2 separate regions of the Urocitellus parryii genome follow, and region 2 is linked to region 1. A link is a contact called in public Hi-C data. All regions are on one chromosome and are shown on one strand. Each heading gives the region's core, a stretch centred on a gene start, on an enhancer-like site or on the middle of the called end of the contact. The rest is flanking DNA. Distances are from core to core; before and after follow the strand shown.

Region 1 (4,677 bases), core at 967-3,466:
CTATAGTTGGTTTTTAGAACTTTCCTGTTTAAAAAAAAAATCAGTGAAATAGAGTGCCAACTGAGAAATGTAAGTTTTGTTTCACAATTCTAGTTTATCAGTAAGATATTTCATTGAATGGAAATATTTTTAAATTTGAAATTTATTTTCATTTTCTTCTATGGTACTAGGGATCAAACCCAGGGCATGCTAGGTAATTGCATGCTAGGCAATTGCTCTACCACTGAACCATATCCACAGCCCTTACTTTTTTTGCATATGTGTGGGGCCAGGGATTGAACTCAGGGCCTGTGCATGAGAGGCAAGCACTCTACCAACTAAGCTATATTTAAAAAAAAAAAATCATTGTTTCAAGAAGGAATAAAAAAAATGCTTCATTTGTGGTATTATTTAGTAATTAAGTGTTATCTTTTTTAGATGTTTTGATTTTATTAAAATTTACTTTTCATTTACTGGTATGACTTTAAACACAAATTTTAAAATTTTCACTCCATTTTCTGTTCATTATAATTGGTTTTGTGTTATGATTAATATTTAAAATAGCATGTTAATGTATTATGTGAAGAGCCATTTTAGATAGCCACTAAGATATGCCACATATGAAAAACTTGTTGATTAACCTATTATCTATTATCGTCATTTATCCAAAAAATCTTCCCCCAAATATAATAATTGCTAATGATACTTTATAGTTATAAAGCATTTTAGGAAATACTGTTAATGAGCCTCAAAACAACTGTGAGGCAAACGGGAGGCAGCATAATTTTGAGGTTAAGAGGATAGGTCATAGATTTAATCCCAGTTCCATGACCTTCAGATTACTGGCTAACCCTCAGTTTTCTCATGTTGTAAATGTTAATACTTGAAGCAACTTCATATGGTTGCTGTAAAGATTAAAATACATCAAACAATTTAGTTCAGTATTTGCCATAAGACTTAAAATAAATGGTGACTACTTTCATGGTGATAATATTCTTCATCTGATTTTACAGTCAAGAAAAGGAAGTGTACAAAGATGAAAACATATGGATTCACATTTAGAAAATAAAGGAGTAACACCTAAATTTTAATCTTCTAAATCCCAACCATTTTTTTTCAGTTTTATAACAGTGCATTTTAGGGCCGATGGAAAGGAAATTAGGTCGTAATTAGAATATTAGTAATAAATTTAATAAGTTTATTTCAAGGTGAAGTTTACAAGGCTAACCTATCTACCATTTAACATTATCTACTATTATTGAATTTTCTTAAATTGTGAAATAAGAACACTATCATATGCTGTTAAAAAAACTTCCTTAAAAAAAACCCTTATTTCTTGTTTTTTCTCCTCTTGATATTTAACTTTCACCTTATTTTAACTTTATCACTACCACTTGATATAAAAAGTTTTCCTAAAGTCTTCCACATACATTTTATTAGTTAATCCTCAAGTGGAGTAACCAAAGTCAGTTTACACAGGCGATCCAGGCTGTAGAAGTAGTCATTCTGATTCTAAATCTTGTAACAATACTGTTAAGGCTTAAGAATGAGCTGGAGTGTGAGAAGCTACTACTGACCACACCAAGGGAAGGTGGTATTTATGAAGAGTACTCGCGTTTTTTCGAAGTTGAAAGCAGTAAGGTACTGTATCAAGGGAACTCTTGAAAATACCCTAATTTTTAAGAAACGTGAGTTCGTTCTAACGAGACACTACATAAGATCACTGAAGTGAAGCTTCAAGGCAAACCCCAGCCCAGTAAAAGCGCTGCTGCTTTCGCAGATTCCACACGGAACACTCGTCTCCCACGTGTCTTACAGGAAACACACAGAACTCAGGGAAGGAAACCAAGAAGGGGTTAGGGGAAAAGGAAAAAACAGCGAACAGGGCTTCGCTGGGGAGACTGACTGCGCGCGAAGTCTGGGGCGACTAGGAGGGAACAGGCGCAGCTTCTGGCAGGCACAGAGGTCTGGGATCAGGTCTGGAAGTAGCTCGGCTGCGCGCTCACACTGTAGACCCCCAACCTAATGGATTTACAACTGTGGTCCGGGTAGAGTCGGGGAGCCCGGAGAAAAATCAGTCAGGAAAGGAGACTCTAGATGAGCGACAGGTGGGCGCGGGCAGGGCCGTTGAGTCCTACACGCGCCGTTCCACGAGGGCCGCACCAGCTAGCCTTTCGAGCCACCGTAGCTCCGCCCCCTCCGGCGCGTGGCGCCTCTGACGCTAGGCGCGCAGGCTACTTCCCTTACAGAGGTCGCTCTTGTCCGAACGGTCGGCCTCTGCTGCGCCTGCGTGGTCGGGAGGGGAAGTGAGGCGGTTTTCTCGGCGCCTTTTCCGGCAGCGGCGGCGGCAGAACTGGGAGGAGGAGGTGGAGGCCGGAGGGAGCGCGCGCTTGGGGCGGCGGCTGGAGGTAACCTCCCGGGCCAAGCTGGAAAGGCGACTCGCCTTGGCCTCCGTTCCCCTCTGAAACTCCGGCGGTAACTCCTTTCTCCCTCTCTGTGTCTCTGCAGGCTCTGCACCGAGTTCCTGTGAGGATCAATGACCTGACGGAGCGCCGGAACCGCGCTCCCTCACGGGTGGCTTGGGTCGGTGGTGAGCCCGGTGCTCGCGGACCAGCGGGCGGGCCAGGGGGCCGCAGTCTCCCGCGGTTGGGTGAGAAGAAGGCGGAGGAGCGGGAACCGCGGCGGCGCTCGCGCGGCGCCTGCGGGGGGAAGGGCAGTTCCGGGCCGGGCCGCGCCTCAGCAGGGCGGCGGCTCTCCCAACGCAGACTCAGGGCCCCGGCGGCAGCGACTGGAGGTTTCAAGTTGTGCGGCCGGCGATGCCCGAGTGAGCCGCAGGCCCGGGCCCTGCCCCTAGGAGGCTACTTCCACGCAGGCCGCTCGAGCGCCCTCGCGGCGGGGAGCCTTCGTTTCAGTTTCGCGGCGGCGGCGGCGTTGTTGGCAGAGGGGACCCGGGACACCTGAATGCCCCCGGCCCCGGCTCCTCCGACGCGATGGGGAAGGTGCTATCCAAAATCTTCGGGAACAAGGAAATGCGGATCCTCATGTTGGGCCTGGACGCGGCGGGCAAGACAACAATCCTGTACAAGTTGAAGCTGGGCCAGTCGGTGACCACCATTCCCACCGTGGGTTTCAACGTGGAGACCGTGACTTACAAAAACGTCAAGTTCAACGTGTGGGATGTGGGCGGCCAGGACAAGATCCGGCCGCTCTGGCGGCATTACTACACCGGGACCCAGGGTCTGATCTTCGTAGTGGACTGCGCCGACCGCGACCGCATCGACGAGGCTCGCCAGGAGCTGCACCGCATTATCAATGACCGGGAGATGAGGGACGCCATAATCCTCATCTTCGCCAACAAGCAGGACCTGCCTGATGCCATGAAACCCCACGAGATCCAGGAGAAACTGGGCCTGACCCGGATTCGGGACAGGAACTGGTATGTGCAGCCCTCCTGTGCCACCTCAGGGGACGGACTCTATGAGGGGCTCACATGGTTAACCTCTAACTACAAATCCTAATGAGCATTCTTCACCCATCCCCCCGAAGGAGAGAAATCAAAAACCCATTCATAGGATTATTGCCACCATCTTCACCTCCTTCAATTGCCACTTTTTCTTTTGAATTTGAACTCTGGAGTTACTGTTCTACGGTTGGGGGGGGCGGTTTGGGGATTTTCTTTTTTCCTTTTTTTTCCCCTCTTTTTGCTTTGCGTTAGGATGCTCTGATCCGACATTTGACATGAACACAGTGCTAGATGCTCTTGTTGACTTCCAGCAAATGGGGTGGGGGAAATATAGCAGTTCTTGGTAAAGTCCTTCATAATAATGGTTTGATTTTTTTATTTCTAGAGAATCTTTTTTTCCCCAATGTATGCTTTTTTCCTTTTTGCCCAATTCCTCATCACTTGCTGTAGATGGCTTATTTTGCATTCATGCAGACTATGTTGCAAGTCTGTTTTCATCTAGTAAACTGAAAATTATTGCTTAATCAAACTGCCGTTTTGTCTTTTATATTTAAGCCCCCCCCATTAGTTCTAACTTTAACTTAGTAATTTCAAATGTGACCTTTTATCTGAGACCAGTATGGTAAACAGCCCACAGTGGCAAATAATGAGTAATATCATTGTAATATGTTCCAGTTGCACATCAGTATGTTAAACAGGTAATGTAAGAAGTTCTTTGAAATGTCAGCTATTAAGTTCTGAAACATACATCATGCATGAGTAGGAATAAAACCCAAGTTCTTCTTAATATAACTAACTTATGCTACAAAAAGTATGAAAGTGTAACCTGTCAAGGATGCAAATTTTTTTCACTGCAAAGTCAGCAATTTTGCTGTTTTCCCTCTTTATTTAAAAAATAGACTCTTTCCAGAAAGTGGAGCAATAATGGTGTATGCCACACACAGATGAGATATTTGTAGATATTTTAAGTGACTTTTGGGCAAAACTGGAATATATGCTTTTACCTTTCAAACGTCTTTAAGACCAGTAGTTTTAAAATTACTAAAAAGTTAACTTTGTTAAATATAAATCATTTAACAATTCAAACTACATGCACCTTTTACCTAGCTGGGAAAATACATCTTCCTGTTTTCATATTACAGCAACTGATTAAGCTGAAAATATAAGTCATTTTTTGTAGATGAGTGATCCACATCTCCATTAATTAGAACACTGGAAAAAAATTTATTAAAAAA
Region 2 (4,677 bases), core at 737-3,236, 200 kb after region 1:
AGACTATAATAGAAAAACGTATTTCATGACTTCAAAAATTTTCTATTAAGAGGAGGTTAGGGAAGTAAAAGGATTAATTCCCCTATTATTCATTTTTTAATCAATACAACAAAGTACATGTAGTTAACGTTTTCTAACAATGATTGGTAAACTCCTCTTAATAATTAATTATTGGCCTGGGTGGTGGCTCAGTGGTAGAGCACTTGCTTAGCATGTATGAGGCACTGGGTTCGATTCTCAGCACCGCATCAAAATAAATGAATAAAATAAAGTCCATCAACTTAACTTGAACATGGGTTGGCTCAATGCTCATTATTTTAAATATAAATGATACCCACAATGCTATCATACACCAATATTTAAAGAAAAATATTGCAGTGGCATATGCCTGTAATCCCAGCAGTTTGGGAGATTGAGACAAAAGGATCCTGGGTTCAAAGCCAGCCTCAGCAATAGCAAGGAGCTAAGCAACTCAATGAGACCCTGTCTCTAAATAAAATACAAAATAGGGCTGGGAATATGGCTTAGTTGGTCATGTGCCCCTTAGTTCAATCCCTAGTTCCAAAAAAAGAAAAGAAAAATATTTGGTCTAGTAAATCTTGCCACAAAACCATGAATTTTTTAAAAAATGCAACTTAATTCTCCTGGTTAAACATTTCATTGGGAACAACTAAGGGCAGGGGTGGGAGGCTAAGGGGTGATTTTAGGGCTGGGGATGTAGCTCAGTAGTAGAGCACTCACATGTGTAAGGCCCTGGATTTGATCTCCAGCCCCCTAATGTCTGCCACGCCCAAGAAAGGTTTTTTTTTTTTTTTTTTAATTTTTAATATTTATTTTTTAGTTTCTGGCGGACACAACATCTTTGTTGGTATGTGGTGCTGAGGATCGAACCCGGGCCGCACGCATGCCAGGCAAACGCACTACCGCTTGAGCCACATCCCCAGCCCTTTTTTTTTTTTTTTTAAAAAAAAAGGTTATCATAGCTTTTCATAACAGATCCAAGTGGTAAAATCCTTTAAAACTTTTGAAGAAGCCTCTAATAAAATGCATATAACACTCTTCTAAACATGATTTGTAGGTATATATGAATGTATATACATAGTCTCTTGTGACTTTTGTTTTATTTTTGCTACAACCATCTATCAACCATAGACAAATATCCTGAATTCAGAGATGTTAAAATGTGAAGAAATGTAGTTTCAGAATACAAAAAACAGTTAATAGATTAGAGAGATTTCACTCACTGAACATTTACCTCCTCGTAGTATATGCAGTCAGCCATCAGTATGTAGTCTGGTGGAGAAGGAAAGTCTTCTATTTCTTCCCCCCTTCAAAATGTCAAACAAGTATTTTAAACTGTTAATAATTTAAAATACTCTTGCTTTATAAGCAAGAGCCAATAAGTTCATTTCGTATTATCATGGCTTTAATGAGATGCAATTTAAAACAAACTATGAATTGTTATTTTAAAACAAGCTGAAAGGCCATACAAACCATTTCAGTACCTTGGCTTGAACAGAACCAGTGACAAGATGTTTGTTCATATTAATATTCATCTTCAGCAAGTCTTGCAATTCCTCAAGATCGGTGACCACAACATCTGCCCTATAAAATAACATTGATTGAGGGGTAGGCACATGGTGGGTAACTGGCAATATGAGTTTCAAAGCAAAGCGGTGTCCCCTCCCTTCAATTCTTACCCGAGGGTAGCAGCCATGAGTCCCACCGCCCCCGTGCCTGAGCCCAACTCCAGCACCGACCGCCGGCTCAACACATGGGCCCCGTCTCCGGAAAACCCCGGCGTTTCCAAGTATTTAGAGAGCACAATGGCAGCGTCCCAAACAACGCAACCCACACCACCGGAGTCATACTGCTGCAGTCGTAGGGCTGTCCCATCCCGCTTCTCCAGAACTCTCACAAAGCTCCGCAGCGGATCCTCCACCACCGAATCCACAGCAGCCGCCATCTCTGCCAGCTAAAGGGTGCAGCTTGCTTAGTGACGACTCATTTGTGCGCCGCTCACAGGCCAAGCCTTGAGAGGGGCCCGCGCCTCCTAGTGGCGGACTTGGCACCTCGCGCGTGCGCAAGTCAACAAAGCCCAGAAGGCTGCAGCACCTTGGGCGTAACCCAGCACTAACCGCCCTTTTCCCTTCCTTCTCCTGTAAAACGCGCCTGGCTTAAGGAACAGCTAGTTTAAGTCACTTTCCGAGATAAAACTAATATAATCCGCTCTGTGAAAAAACAAAGCAAACACTGGAGCATTTTTACGTGGTTAGAGATTGACTCATACTGTAGTTACCTTAAATCCAGGCAGCTTCCCAGAGCCTACCAAAGGTGTCTATTATCTTTCTCAGGAAGTTTCCAAGTGTGCTCCTAGTTTTTCCGTATGAATGCATAAAAAGGATTGCTGGAAACTTGCAGCTTGCATTTACCAGTTAAAAATTTTTTTAATCCCTCTAAAATTTACATCATATAAATTATTTGGGATTATGTAGTTTTAAGTTGCATGAAATAACTCAATGTGTGCATACATATATCTACAGTACTCTAATATCCCCTTGTTCTTTACAATGAAAACACATTTTTTAAAAAGTCTTTTAAAAATTAAGACTGAGGTGATTTATTAATCTTGTTAAGAACTCTGATACAAAGCACAGTAAAAGGCCACAGACCAGTAAATAAAGAACGTGGCTTTTGGCTACTTTACAACCACTGCTACAGCCTATCACATAACATAATTTTCATCACTTTGAGAGAAGGTATCCAAATGGCAAATAAAAGTTTTACCCACTTCTGATTAAAAAGTTTAATAAAGCATTAAGTATTTGCTGGTTTAAATATTACCAATCTAAAAAAATATTTTTAAAAAATTTCAGTTAACACAAGATTTATAGAGAAAGTCACTAGGTTTTGAAGGCAAGGCAGTTGGTTCCTATGCCATAAGAACTTTTCCTCTGAACCTATGAATTAGTAAAGTAGCAGATTGTATTATAGACCTCAAGTCATTTAAATTTATATAGGTTATTAACATTATCTTTAAATATACAATATAAACAAAACTGTACATACATGGCATATTAACTTTGTTTTCCAAAACAATAGGCAACTTATTAGCTAAAGACGCCATACTCTGCAAAAACAAAAGGCACATCTGAATGAAATACATGCCCTTTTTTTCCTCTATAATTGGGTTATGTATTCTTTGTTTACATTTTGACAAAATAATATACACAGTGCATTCTATTATTTTCATTCCACATTTCATTTTTGTCTTCAGCAGCAAATACTGGCATTTAAGACATGGCATTAAAGAATTTAAGAACAGTGGGTGTTATTCACAATTCTCCTAGATGTAAAAACTACAAGTAAAAACCTTCCAGAAGATGGTCAAAGAGATTTAAAAATCAGTAACACCATACACCTCTATATTTGTGTAAATTCATTACCTTAAAAAAGGCCTCTATTACTCAAATTTGAAAAATTCCACAAAAGCACTATCCCCTTTCAGTGCAATCAAAGTCACTTTAAACCATATTTTAGCAGAGTCTACAGTGCAAATATAAATTCATTATACTGGCCTTTTGGCAGCACTGAGGATCCAAGACAAGGCAATGCAACTGATCACCTGAGGATATTGGTAAAGGACTTTTGTATTTTATCTTTCCAATTCTTAAAAGCTTATTTGATCAGTAGCATTTCTGTAAGAGCATTATTTGTAAAAACAAAAAATAAAAACCAAAAAACTAAAATACTATGCCTTTTTGAATAAATTAAAAAAAAAAACTTTACAAATACTATTCCAGTGTCAATGACTACATATGGCTAAGGTCATTGAGGAGTTTCTGCATTTTCTACCATAGACAGTCTGTACAATGGGGGATGTGAAAACTCTCGCTTGTAAGTCTTTGGTGGAAGTTTTGGTAGGTGAGGGCTTGAATTCTGCCTTGGTGGAACAGGGGGAGCTTGAGGATGAGCAAGACTGTTGTGATAGCATCGACGTGGTACCCTTGGAGAGGGCGTGCTAGGAGGAGTGCTTGGTGAATTTGGACATGTACTAATGTCTCTGAGCCAGTCTGGATCTCTGTGAAGATGTCCCAGTGGAGGTGGCTGAAGATTAAACGGACAGTTTATAAAGTGTTCTGGAGGTCGAAGGGGAACTGGTGGAGGGGTATCAGGAAGAGGATCTCTTGGCGGAGGTGGAGGTGGACTATGCAGAAGTCCATCAAATGCACTGGTAGGAACAGGAACTCTGGGTTTTATCTTTGGGGGAGGAGGCTGTCTTGGTGGAATAGCAGGAGGGTCGTCATCAGATTTCACATTTCCCTTTAAAACAAAAAGTTATATAACTATACTTCTTTTCTCCTGAAAAACTTACAAGGCAATTTTAAAAGTCTGAAAAATTCTTCACACAGAAGAATTTTTTAACTCGACACACAAGTTAAATCCAGAAGCTCAAAGTAAATTAATCTGGTTTAATTATCAGATTTATAAGTACATTACTTCTAGTTTAATCCAGGGCTCTGTTTAATACTTCTACATATGAGATGTTTTAATTGAAGTCTTAGAACATAAAGCTTCAATTTATCTTATCTTGCTTTGTGTTACTATTTCATAAATTTAAGAAATTCATGAATTTTAATTATAATAACAGGTAAGCAAAAATAATATATAGTTTTG

What was found. A called contact is a pair of places that touch in the nucleus more often than the background predicts.
Region 2: a Hi-C map of liver shows a contact between it and region 1, with 5 times the contacts expected there. The contact joins the promoter of Vcpkmt here to the promoter of Arf6 in region 1. A contact is called at or near these places in 2 of 2 Hi-C or Micro-C datasets (liver and muscle).

The regions. Positions count from the first base shown.
Region 1 is chr6:60,160,948-60,165,624 of mUroPar1.hap1, forward strand. Arf6 (ARF GTPase 6) reads left to right here and starts at 2,217. Exons shown (of 2, transcript XM_026391060.2): 1 at 2,217-2,387; 2 at 2,488-4,677. The coding sequence starts at 2,970. The coding sequence ends at 3,497.
Region 2 is chr6:60,357,234-60,361,910 of mUroPar1.hap1, forward strand. It overlaps Vcpkmt (valosin containing protein lysine methyltransferase), which reads right to left and starts at 1,987. Exons shown (of 6, transcript XM_077799852.1): 1 at 1,701-1,987; 2 at 1,495-1,605; 3 at 1,256-1,328; 4 at 1-3. The coding sequence starts at 1,966. Sos2 (SOS Ras/Rho guanine nucleotide exchange factor 2) reads right to left here. Exons shown (of 23, transcript XM_026391068.2): 23 at 2,492-4,323. The coding sequence ends at 3,829.